2 separate regions of the Macaca mulatta genome follow, and region 1 is linked to region 2. Evidence: chromatin contacts called from public Hi-C data. All regions are on one chromosome and are shown on one strand. Each heading gives the region's core, a stretch centred on a gene start, on an enhancer-like site or on the middle of the called end of the contact. The rest is flanking DNA. Distances are from core to core; before and after follow the strand shown. Region 1 has its middle 74 kb from the start of VWA5B1. Region 2 holds the start of CAMK2N1 (calcium/calmodulin dependent protein kinase II inhibitor 1).

Region 1 (6,060 bases), core at 2,859-5,358, 120 kb before region 2:
GCGCTGTGGGCGTGCACTGCCTTCCAGGCCCAGGCCAGCTCCTACCAAAGACATCTGTGGAAAGAGGAGCGGCAGGGATGAAGGGAGGCTTCAGAAGCTATTCCTGTCCCTTGTCAACAGTCTTTCTTCTCTGCTAAAAATGTGACACTAGCTCACCTGGGGCTGGAAAGGAGAAGGTGACCTCTTGGTCGTTCCCTGCTCGGCCCACTCCTACTCCTCTTCACCTATTGGTACCCCCTCCTCCTCCAAACTCCACGGGAAGCCACTCTCACGAACACTTCCCAGAGTTCTTCTCAGCAGCAGCCTCACAGGGCACACCTTATTGCACGTATGTGTGTCCCGTCTCCCCCATCGGACTGGGAGCTCCAATCATACTTGGAAGTCTCCTCCAGCGCAGGATGCTGTTAGGTGAAAGGCACTTAGAAGAGACCTCCTGACAAAGCAAAACAGGATAGAGACCAGATTCTCAGGCTTCCCCAGACAAGCCATCCAAGTCCTTGCATGTTCACTTTGCCTATGAGGGACATTTCCCAGGGGCACACTCTACTCCTGTCATCCTTCAAAGTTCAATGCAGAGCTCACCTCCTCCAGGAAGCCTTCCCTGACTGGCACCCCCACGGCAGACTGGACCTCTCCAACCTCTGCTCCCACAACCCTTTGTGCATACTCTAGGTAATGCCTGCTACAAGCACTTCCCAATGGCATTTCAGAGCTGTGGGGCCATGTGTCTCCCTCATCAAACTATGAGCAACTTGAGAGAAGAGACCTGGCCTCAGTCATCTCTAGGCCCTCTGCAAGGTCTGGAACATCCTAGCTGCTCAGTATATGTACGCTCAAGTGCAAGGTTAAAGTCTGACCCAATCATTCCATCTTTAGTGAAAATCATCCAAAGTTATAACTGGGGAGTCTTAAATGTCAGACAGGATTCCGAGGTCTTTCCATTGATTCCTCTCATTTGCTCCTCACAACTCTACAGATTACCATATTGGTGTTATGAATTAAGGATGCTGAAGTTCAGATACATCAACTAATTTACCCAAGGTCATCCAGCTAGAAACCAATGGGGCAGGATTCAAACCCAGGTCTGACCCTCTCTGGAGTCAAGTCTTTTAAAAGCATTCATGCGTTCATTCGCTCATTCCACCTGTGAATTCACTCTATATCTACTGAGTATCGGGTATTACCAGGCTAGGCTAACACAGCCAAGTAAAGGGAATACAGGAGAGAATTTGTTACTGAGCTTTTCATTTTCTCCCAAGGTAATGGAAGAACGGCTTTTCCCTGCTCAACTGCTGGGACTGCAAGTTCCCTCTCGTCTTGCCCGCCAAGTCCCTCTCCCCATACCATCTCCAGAAGGCAAATGAAGCCCAACTCTTCCTGTCCCTCCCTGAGGAGGCAGCTGGGAATCAGGAGACTCAAGACACAGGAGGAAAATCAATGACACATCTTCCTGCCTTTCCCCAGCTCATCACACACCTGCTCACAGGCCAGCAGGAAAAGCAGCAGACAGCCTCTGGCTTGGGGGACCCAGGTCCCAGCTGCTCCGACTGTCGGCATTCCCAAGATGTCAGACCTAAAAAGGGTGCTTAGAAACCTCCAAACACTCACCCCCACCCCCATTTTATGGATGGAGATACCGAGGCCCTGGGAGGGATAGGCCCTGGGACAGAATCACTCAGGTCCCCAAACACCTGCCTTCACTGGGCCGAAAGCTCTCACATTAGAGCTACTCTAGGGTAATACTATGGTTTGAATATCTGTCCCCTTTGAAACACATGTTGCAATTTAATCCCCAATGTGGTAGTATTGAGGGGTGAGGCCTTGAGGAGGTGATTGGATCATGAGCGCTCTGCCTTCACAAATGGATTAATCCATTAAGAGGTTATCATGGGATGGGAACTAGTGACTTTATAAGAAGAGGAAGAGGGCCAGGTGTGGTGGCTCATGCCTGTTATCCCAATACTTTGGGAGGTCAAGGCAGGTGGATCACCTGAGGTCAGGAGTTTGAGACCAGCCTAGTCAACACGGTGAAACCCCACCTCTACTAAAAACACAAGAAATTATCCAGGCATGGTGACAGACGCCTGTAATCCCAGCTACGAGGCTGAGGCAGGAGAATCACTTAAACCCAGGAGGCGGAGGTTGCAGTGAGCCGAGATCATGCCACTATAGTCCATCCTGGGCAACAAGAGCAAAACTCTATCTCAAAAAAAAAAGAAAAAGAAAAAGAAAAAGAAAAAAAAAGGACAAGACCTGAGCTAGCACATTTGCCATCTGCACACTCAGCCTCCTCACCATGTGATGCCCTGCACCACCTCAGGACACCAGAGTCCCTACCAGCAAGAAGGCTCTCCCCAGATATACCCCCTTAACTTTGGATTTCCCAGCCTCCATAACTGTAAGAAATAAATTCCTTTTCTTTATAAATTACCTAGCTTCAGTTATTCTGTTATATGCAACAGAAAATGGACTAATACAGGTAATGTCTTCAAAAGAGCCACCGTGAAAACGTATGTGTTACACATAGAGGTGAGGGCTAGAGATAAGTGACGGCAGAGGCGCCATGCACACAAACTAGATACTTAGGATGGTGGAGGTGGGGCCCTAGGGCAGCAGGGAACCCTAGATGGAAGGGGAGCAAGATCTGGAAACAGGCTGGAAGAACAGGTGGGGCCCGCAGAAGACAAATCCTGCTGCCCTCTCCAATTGGTAGTAAAACCCAGATCCCTGGATACTGCAATAAGATGGGGGGATGGGCTGTCCACGGCTCCCAGGAATCATTCAGCGAAGGCACAGCTCACTACAGGTGCACAGATTATGTGCCCCTAGGCAAGTCCCTTCGCCTCTCTGGGCCTCAGTTTCCCTGTCTGTTAAAAGAGGGAGGTAAACTGGATAACTCCTAAGGTTCCCTCCAGCTCTGAGGCTGTATGTTAAATATCTTGCTTCCAGACCTGAGAGCATTCAAGGATGAGAGGGTGAAGGAGACTGCCTCCACCCCGCCCTTGCTTGCTGTGAGGTTGTGTCTGCTTTCCTGGAGACATGGACTCTTCCTCAGGCCAAAAAGCCCAGCTTTCAGGTGGCAGAGTCCAGCATGGGTGCACCTGGTCCAGGGATGGAGAAACGAGCTCAGGAACCCAAACAGCCACCTTGAGCCTCCAGTAACCACCAACCAGGCAGAGCATCCAGATTCAGTGCCAGAAGTTCCCACAGCCACCAGGACAACTTCCCTCCAGGCTTTGGGACAGGAAGAAATTACAACCACCATCAATCAGAAGTTTGGCCTTGGGTAGCAAATCATGCATGAGCTTCTGGGCTGACCTCTCTGGCCAGCCAGCATCTGCCTCTCACTAGCTGGGCAAGTGACTTTACCTCTCAGGGCCTTCGTTTGCCCATCCAGAAAATCACCGTGCCTACCTCACTCATGTTCACACCAAGAAATGTGCTTGGCCCAGTGTGGCTCAGCAGAGGGTCCCAGGAGGCCCCTGCACAGCTGGCTTTGAATCCATCTTTATGGAGTGGGGTGGGAGGGGCAGGGCACAGTTCCCTGGATTTTATTAAGCTGTGATTCTCAGCCCAGAGAACTTTCAGGGTGACACCAGCAAGGCCTAGGAGTTGGCAGACACTACACACAGTACCAATAATAAAATTAAATGAATCAGTGTTCTCAAGTTAGCCCCTTTCCTAACCACAACGACTGCCTAGAGTGGGGCAGTACTAATGCATGGGGCGTGGGTGGTCCCGGCAACAGGGGTGAGGGGTGAGGGCCTCCACCAGGCAGGAGGCAGAAGCCAGCGTGGCAGGCTCCCGCTCCCTTCTGGGTCTTTCCAGCCTCCAGCTGGCTTCTGGCTTTGCCGGACTATATCTTATGTCCCTCTTCATCTGCTTCTCCGTCCCAATAGGTCGCCCACCCCTGGCTTTGTCCCGCCTCTCCACGCTCCTCCAGGGAGGGTCTCTCAGTCTGTTTTCCCCCTGCCCTCACCCCTCCTTCCTCCAACGAGCACCCTCCCCAACCTCCTCCTACAAACCCCGCAAAGCCACAGCTGTCCTTAACCCAAAATCCTGCCAATTATCCTGCCAATTAAACCGCTCCCTCCGGCTCTGGCTGCGGCTGCTGACGTCGGGAGATCCGGGCGAGGCGAGGCCGCCGCCTACGCGGGTGGGGTTGGGAGAGGCGACGCCCCCCTCCCCGGGCCCCGCGGCCGTCGGTCAGTCCGCCGGCGGCCACACGAGCCGGCACCAGACCCAAGCGCCACCCGTCGGTCCTCGCTCCCGCCGGGCCTCGCATTCCTGGTCCCCCACCTTCTGCCCAGATCCTGCCCACGCTGCCCGCACCAGCCCTAGGTCCCAAGGTCCCCACCCTGAGCGAAGATCCCGCCTGGGCTCCCCGCATCTTCCCTTGGTCCCACGGTCCCCAACTTGGCGCCAAGACCCCGCCTGGGCTCCCAGCATTGCCCCTCGTGCTCGGGGCCGCCCGCCCCACGCCAAGTCAGCAAATGTAGCCCAGGCTCTGCCTCTCGCGCTGCAGCTCCGCGACCCCCACTCCGAGTTCCCCGCGTCCCAGCGTCCCCCGTGCGCTCCCAGCACCCTCCGCGCCCCGACCGCGCACGCCCCGCGGACGCCGCGCCGCGACCCCGCTGGGTCCCCCGCCCTCCCGGCAGCCTCCGCGCCCTCGGTCCTCGGTTTCCCCGCTCCGAGCGTCGCTGGCTCTGCCTTCACAAAGGCGTCGCCGTGGGAACCGGGAGGGGGCACATTAAGAGCAATTAGCCTGCGCACACTTGGCAGCGATACCTTAATAAATAATAGTCTGAAAGTCATGTAAATAAATATTAGAGCGCATTACGAGGGCAGGAGGCGCGGCACGGGGCCCGCGAGCTGGGGGCGAGACACCGCCGCCGCTGGGGATTGACACGTGCAGGCGGGGACCCGAGATCCCCGCGCCCGGGCGGCCTGCGACCCGCTGCCAGGGGCCCGGCAGTTAGGGGTGGAGGGAGAGGCCCGGGGAAGGAGCCCCAGGGAGACAGAGAAGGCCACAGAAGGAAATAGGGAGAGGGGATGGGGGAGAGAGAGAAGGAGGGAGTTGGGGAAGAGAGAGAGAGATGGAGGGTGTGAGGACGAAGGGTGTGAGGACGCAGCAGGGAAGTGGAAGAAGCAAAATTTGGTCCCCTAGGGCTCTGGGAGATTCCTCCCTTCTCCTGGCCAGGCTTCTTTTCCTTGGCCCGGGCTGTCCTTCTCCTCTGCCTTTCTGAATGCCCCTTCCCAGTCTCCTTTGCTGGTCCCCCCTACATCTCCCCAGCCTCACCGCTGGAGGCACCGGGCTCAGACCTTGAATCTCGTGGCTCCTAGCCTCATTCATTCACTAGATGAGCACAGCCCGCCTAGATGCTTCCCAGTCATCCACGTGTCAAGGGCTCCCACCTGCAGACCTCCAGCCAGATCCATCTCCTCTGACCCACAGGCTGACAGGTCCCTTGGACGTGGGACCTCAACTGGCCGGACACTGAACCCCTGCCCTCCCCTCTAGAACCTGTTTCACCCATGCTGTGCCCCAGCTCAGGAAACGGCTCCAGTTTTCCACTTGTGGAGGAAAAACCTTCGTGCCATTCTTGACACCTCTCTCTGACACCTCCTATGTAGCCCCTCAGAGGGTCCTGCCATGTCCACCTTGAAGGTGTTTCCAGATTCCTCCCACTGCCATCTGCTCCGCGTTGCCGCTTAGCCCAAGCCCCACCCTCTCTCACTGGGACTGCGGCTACAGCTCCTCCTCCCTGGGCTCCTGCCCCCCTTAACCTCCACCATCCCTGTGGACAGAGTGGAGGCTATAAAAGTACAAGTCATCCGAGTAGCTCGGACTACAGGCGCGTGCCACGACGCCCGGCTAATTTTTTGTATTTTTAGTAGAGACGAGGTTTCACCATGTTAGCCAGGATGGTCTCGATCTCCTGACCTTGTGATCTGACCGCCTCAGCCTCCCAAAGTCCTGGGATTACAGGCGTGAGCCACTGCGTCCGGCCAAGGCAGGAGAATCGCTTGAACCTGGGAGGCGGAGGTTGCAGTGAGCTG
Region 2 (5,638 bases), core at 2,141-4,640:
TGAGGCCGGGGCTGAGTTATCCTCACTTTACAGATTAGGAAATGGAGGCTTAAAGAAGGTCAGGCTCAAGTCCAAAGACCTAGGAAGTCAGGGAGCTGGGACTTGCATCCAACTCTGCCAGCCTGCAAAGTCGCTCTTAACAAGATTGGCTGCTTCCCTGCACAGTATCCCTTTCTCCCCTCACCCCACCAGAGATGGCAGAAACCTCAGGGATGCAGTGAGAGCTCAAACTGCAAATCCAAAATGGAATAAATTCACCTTAGGGGGATAGCCTTGCCAGTCCAGCCCATCTTTCCTCTCATCTGAGCCCACCCATAGGGGCCCCCAACATTGCCATTTTGCCTCGCAGACCAAAGCCAGCCCACAAACAGCAAGGCATGTCCCCCCCACCTCACCCCCTAGCCAAAACAGAGGAAAGAGAGGAGTGAGACACAGGAACAATTCTTTTATTGTACATTGGAGAAATAGCCCTGTGTGCTGGTTCAAGGTGCAACATACAGAATATTGAATTAAGAAAAGAGGGAACGGGGAAGGGAAGGGAAACCTCTTGAGGTCCAAAGTTGCAAACAAAAAATGGTAAAAGATTTCCTCACGCAAGAGGCATTTTTGCAAATACCATGCAAAACAGGCAGCTGGTGTGCCTTAAGAGAATCCCTATAAATAACAGAAAAGACACTCCAAGCATTCCTGTACGTGGACTCAGAGCACAGAGAAAAGAAACTAAAATGCCTTTTGGCATTTCAAGATATTTGGCACTCTTGTGATTACATTTTTTTACAGTCCATTAAAGAGAATAAACTGACATAATATTAGAGAAATAAACAGGCTGCTCACACAACAGACTGCAAGGGGAGGTTAGAAAAAGCTCAAGCATTTTTTTCTTTGTTTTTCGTGTGTGCGTGTGTGTGTGTGTGTGTGTGTGTGTTTCTGACATAAAAAATGTGTCCATTTGCATTAACTTGGGCAAATAGCTTGCAGCAACAAAGAAACACAAGCTTTACAACTCATTTTAAAATAAAACAAGGATCTTTTCTATGTATCATTCCTTAGAAAAGTTCTCTTCTTGTTTTAAACACATTCCTGATAACTTCTAAAGATGACCAAAATAAAACAGAATATCTACAGAGATCATATTCTGAATTTTTTGTACATCCAAGGATAACAACATAAAAAAAATAAAACTGGACAGCATTTCACATCCAAGTGCACAGAACCATTTTTGCAAGATTAAATAATGTAAACATTGGGAACAGCCAAATCAGCGAAGAATGCCAACACCTCAAAATACCTGGTGTTGCCGCTTCATTAAGTGGTTCAAAATCCAGATCTATAATTGCGCAATATTCACCGTATATAAAAAGAAATGGATATTAATTTTGACAAATAGCTGCAACTGAGACTTCTTTTTATTTCTTTATATGTGTGTATATAGTGATTTTTTATTATTTTTAAAATTTTATTTATTTATTTATTTTTATTTTTGCAGAGAAGCCCAGAGCCTTCTCCTCCTCCTCCTTCTCACGCCTCATCTGTCTCCCGGCCTGATACCAGATACAGGTTGTTGATTTCATCGTGGGTAGCAAGCTAGTAATAAATTTCAAAGTGCTTTCTGTTTTCATGCTTTTTGCCAGTAACTGTTATCGCCGTTCTTATTCTCTCCCTTAACTCATTGTCTTTGGGGGAGTTAGACACCAGGAGGTGCCTTGTCGGTCATATTTTTCAGCACGTCATCAATCCTATCATCTTCAATAACAACTGCAAAAAAAGGGGGGAAAAGAGAGGTGAGCGCACTTGGGCCTAGCCAGAGGTCTCTGACATTTCCCGTTTTGCCCAGAGTGGGAGGTCGGGAGAGGAGAGGGGGAGGGAGCAGGGCTCACTGCGCGGTGAAACAGCTCCATCCTCCTCCGCCCCTGCCAGGGGTCCCTTCCCTGCTTTCCTCTGAACCACCCCAACATCCCCTATCCTCCAGCCTGCGTCCCAGCTCCATTCTGAGAAAAGGAAACAGAGAGGGCGCCAATCCAGCCGCTCCTGCTGCAGCCGGGGCGCGCACTGGCGGAGTTCTCCCCGCACCAGGTGCACTAATTTAGACAGAAATGTCTGGAGCTGTGATAGGAGAGAGAGCCAAAGTCTTTGGGTCTCGGGACCCCCGGGGAGTCCCGAGCGCAGCTCCGCTGGGCAAGGCTAGGTGTGGAGATGCGCGGAGCCAAGAGGGGACGCCAAAGCCGGTTCCCACGACGCGCAGCGGGTGGGAGTTAGGGCCTGGCCTGGGCGGGCGCCCCCTCCTGCGCGCCCTCTCCAAATCGCCGGCCGACGGACTCCGCCGCCCGCGCTCCCCGCTGCGGCAGGGACACTCGCGGTAACTTCCGCCTCTCTCACCGTCTCCACCTAGCCTCGTCTTTCTCAGTCCCTCCATCAGTCCCTCGGCGCGACGGCCGCCGATCGAGGTCTCTGGGTCTCCCTGTCTAAGGCGTCGGTCGCCTTTATTGTTTCGGCGGCTTCTGCTTTCTCCCCATACGCGCGTCCTCGGCTCTGTCTCTCCCGCTTCAGCTCCCCTCTCGGGAGCTTTGTCTCGGTTTCTGCCACCCTCGGTCTCCCGCGTACCCCCTCCCCTCCATCCCTGCGTCTCAGTCTCTCTTGGCAGACGTCGGTCCCCCTCATTGTCCCCGCGCCTCTGGAGCTCCTCTCGGAGCCTCTCTGCCTCTCCGCCTCTCTGGGGCTTTTCCAGCTCTCGCGCGGATCGCCCAGGCCTGGCAAACCCCCACCCAGGCCAAGTAACAATGAAAACCCCGTGAGACCCAAACGCCCTAGCCTTCCCTGCAGGAATGGGATCCTCCCCACGCAGGTCCCCACGCCGTCCCCTGGGGGACCCTGGGACCCCCTCCCCCCAGGGTTGTGGAGAGAGCGCAGCTGCGACTACACTGCGCAAAAGGCGGGGGTGGGGGGCGCAAATCAAAAAGCAAACTTTGCCGCGGGTGAGGACCCCCAGCTGCAGCTAGAAGCCGCCACGCCCCCGGGGTGACCCAGCCGGGGATCGGGCTTAGGAGGACGCGTTCCTGGAACCCGCTTCAGCCGGACCCGCAGTGCGGGATCCCCCAATTCTGCAGGAGGGGATTCCGTCGGGTCTGAACCGGTTCCAGCGGGTGGGAGACCTCCGCAACCCTTGTTCAGGCCGCCGCGCGGGAAAAAGGGGATGTCAGGGAAGGGGGCCGAGAACTCACCCCGCTTGCTCCGGCCGATCTGGCCCAGCTTGGGCGGCCGCTTGTTCTGCCCGGCGCCGAAGAAGTTGTTGGTGTCCTGCAGGCGGCAGGAGAAGATCTGGCCCACGTCGCCGCCGTCGCCGTAGGGGCTCAGCTTCTCGTCGCCGTAGGGCAGCACCTCCGACATGGTCGCGTCCGGGGGCTCCGCCGCGGCGCCTCCTCCGCCCGCGTCCCCGCCCGCGGCGGACAGGGTCAGCGGCGCTGGGGCCGGGGGCGGCCGGCCGGGGACGGCCCGCGGGCTGCTGCGGCGGTGGCGCCGGCGAGAGGCCGGGGGACGCCGCTAGGGCAAGAGCGCGGCACCCGCGCGAGCGGCCCGGAGAGCGCCCGCGGCTGCGCTGCGCTGCGCTCCGGCTCCGCGCGCGAGTGGCTGCTGCTCCGCCAGAGGCGAGCAGGACTCACATCCTCGGCGCGCTGGGGCTCTGGGCGGGGGCCGGGCCGGGCGGGGCCGCGAGCCGGGAGGGAGGAGGCGTCCCTGCGAGCCCAGAGGGCGCGGGACCGAGGAGGGCGCACCCCGGGAGCCGGGCGGGCCGGTCCTGCGGCGAGTGCGGGCGGCGGCGCCGGTTCGGGGAGGCAGACTGGGAGCTGCGAGCCGCGGGGCTGCGAGGGGCGGAGGGGGAGGGGAGGGAGAGAGGAGGGAGGGCACCGGGGGAGGAAACCCAGAGGGAGGGTGGGGGAGAGAAACCGAGAGGGAGACGGGGAGAAAAACAGGGACTGAAAGACAGGGAGGCAGGGGAAACGGTGGAAGGAGACAGAGGAGAGGGGGAGAGGAAGGAGAGGAGGAGAAAGAAGAAAAGGTGGTGGGGGACGAGCTAGAACGGAGAGACAGGGGAAAGATGAGAGGAGGAGGGAAAGGATCGGGAGGGAGAGGAAGAGGGTCGGAGAGGGAAGGAAGGGAGAAAGACAGAGGGGGGAGAGGGAGGCAGGGATAGAGGAGGCAGCGAGCTGCGAGGAGAAATGCCGGCCGCGGCGCCGAGGCGAGGCGCGGGGAGGAGGGCGGGAGGAGGCGGGGAGGAGGGGACCCGCGGGCCTCGGGGAGAGATCCCTGCGAGCGGAGCGACGTCACGGGGCCGCGCCGGCCGGCCCGGGCAGCCGCTAGCTTCCTGCCCCCGCCCCCAGCCCCCGCCGTCCCGCTCGCGGGTGTTTACGGGGCCCGGAGCTGGTGCGCGCCCGCCCCGCAGCCGGCTCTGCATCCTGAGGGGACCTCGGGGGGAGTGGGGGTTGCGGGAGCCGGAAGGGGAGCGGACCCACGACGCACACGCGGGGAAGGGCGGAAGCATGCTGACCTCCCTGGGGGCAGATGCTGCGGGGCAAAGATCGGAGGGCTCCAGGGCGACCCACGAACACAGCCTCCCCCGCCAGCTGCAAACCAGGGAGCCCCTCCTCCCCACCGCACTTGCTACCCAATTCAGACCCCGAGGGCCCAGCCACTGGGGCCTCACACTCTTCTCCCGCCCTGGCTCAGTCCGACCTGGAAGGCCTCACTCCCCACCGCCCCCGCCCAACGGCGCTGGACTCCGGCTCCCGCGGGGCCTCCAGGAGGAGGAGGGGGAGAGAGAAGGGGCAGCCCCGCCTCCCGCAGGAGAAGGGAGCGCCTCATTACGCCGGGCTCGCCCGGGATGCCTGGCTCCCGGCGTCCTCTGCCTCCGCTGGGGACGTCCCGGGCCTGCCGCCCTCTGCCCTCGGGGGCCTCCCTTCCAGCAACAGCCGTGCGCCCTGTGGAGAGACTACGGCCTCTGAGATGAGAAGCGGGCTTCTCGATGCCGGGAGGGAGACTGGGGCAGCCCCAGAGGCCTGGGAGGCGCATCTGCCAAGCAGATGGTAACTCCGAGGGGGCAAGGTGCATGAGGAGCGCTCATTATCTTCGCCGGAGCCAACAGCACCTGCCCTCCGCTGGAGACCGTCTTTACTTAGCAGAGCCGCCTGACCACGGGGAGGGGCAATGACCCCAAGGTCATGCCAGCTGCTGGAGGCAGGGCTGGGAAACACATCCAGGTGGCCCAGGTGTATCTCACCTGGCTCATCCTGCTGCCCTGCAAGGGGTCCCATCAACAGTGAAAGGAGCTCTCCCCTCCCATCTAGAACGCCGGCGGGTGGGAGCTGGAGGCAGAAGGGGGAGGTTTTTTCCTGGTATAACATCTGGTGGAGGGGGGAGTCAGTCCAGCCCCCTCTCCAAACTGTGTAAAAGGATTGGCTGGCCTCGGGAAGCCAGATCCCATGCGGGGAGGAGGAAGGGAGCAGAGAAAACGGAGACTGAAGCTATGTGGCAGGTGGAATAAAGATGTCCCTTGGGTTTAGGTCTGGGTTTGAATCCCAGCCCCGTGGTTTGCTGACTGTGCGACCCTGAGCGGGTCATCTCTCTTCTCTGAGCTTCCATGGTCTCA

What was found. A called contact is a pair of places that touch in the nucleus more often than the background predicts.
Region 1: a Hi-C map of fetal cortex germinal zone shows a contact between it and region 2, with 4 times the contacts expected there. The contact joins the enhancer-like site here to the promoter of CAMK2N1 in region 2. A contact is called at or near these places in 4 of 14 Hi-C or Micro-C datasets (fetal cortex germinal zone, fetal cortical plate, fibroblasts and 1 more).

What each region holds. Positions count from the first base shown.
Region 1 is chr1:220,606,444-220,612,503 of T2T-MMU8v2.0, reverse strand. No RefSeq gene overlaps it. Among named protein-coding and RNA genes, the nearest start is that of VWA5B1, 74 kb to the left of the region's middle. Within about 2 kb of position 4,108, at least 6 of the 40 cell types and tissues checked have an H3K27ac peak or open chromatin away from gene starts, as enhancers often do. A contact at or near this core is called in fetal cortex germinal zone, where this site is marked.
Region 2 is chr1:220,485,178-220,490,815 of T2T-MMU8v2.0, reverse strand. It overlaps CAMK2N1 (calcium/calmodulin dependent protein kinase II inhibitor 1), which reads right to left and starts at 3,390. Exons shown (of 2, transcript NM_001260527.1): 1 at 3,219-3,390; 2 at 1,489-1,755. The coding sequence starts at 3,384. The coding sequence ends at 1,685.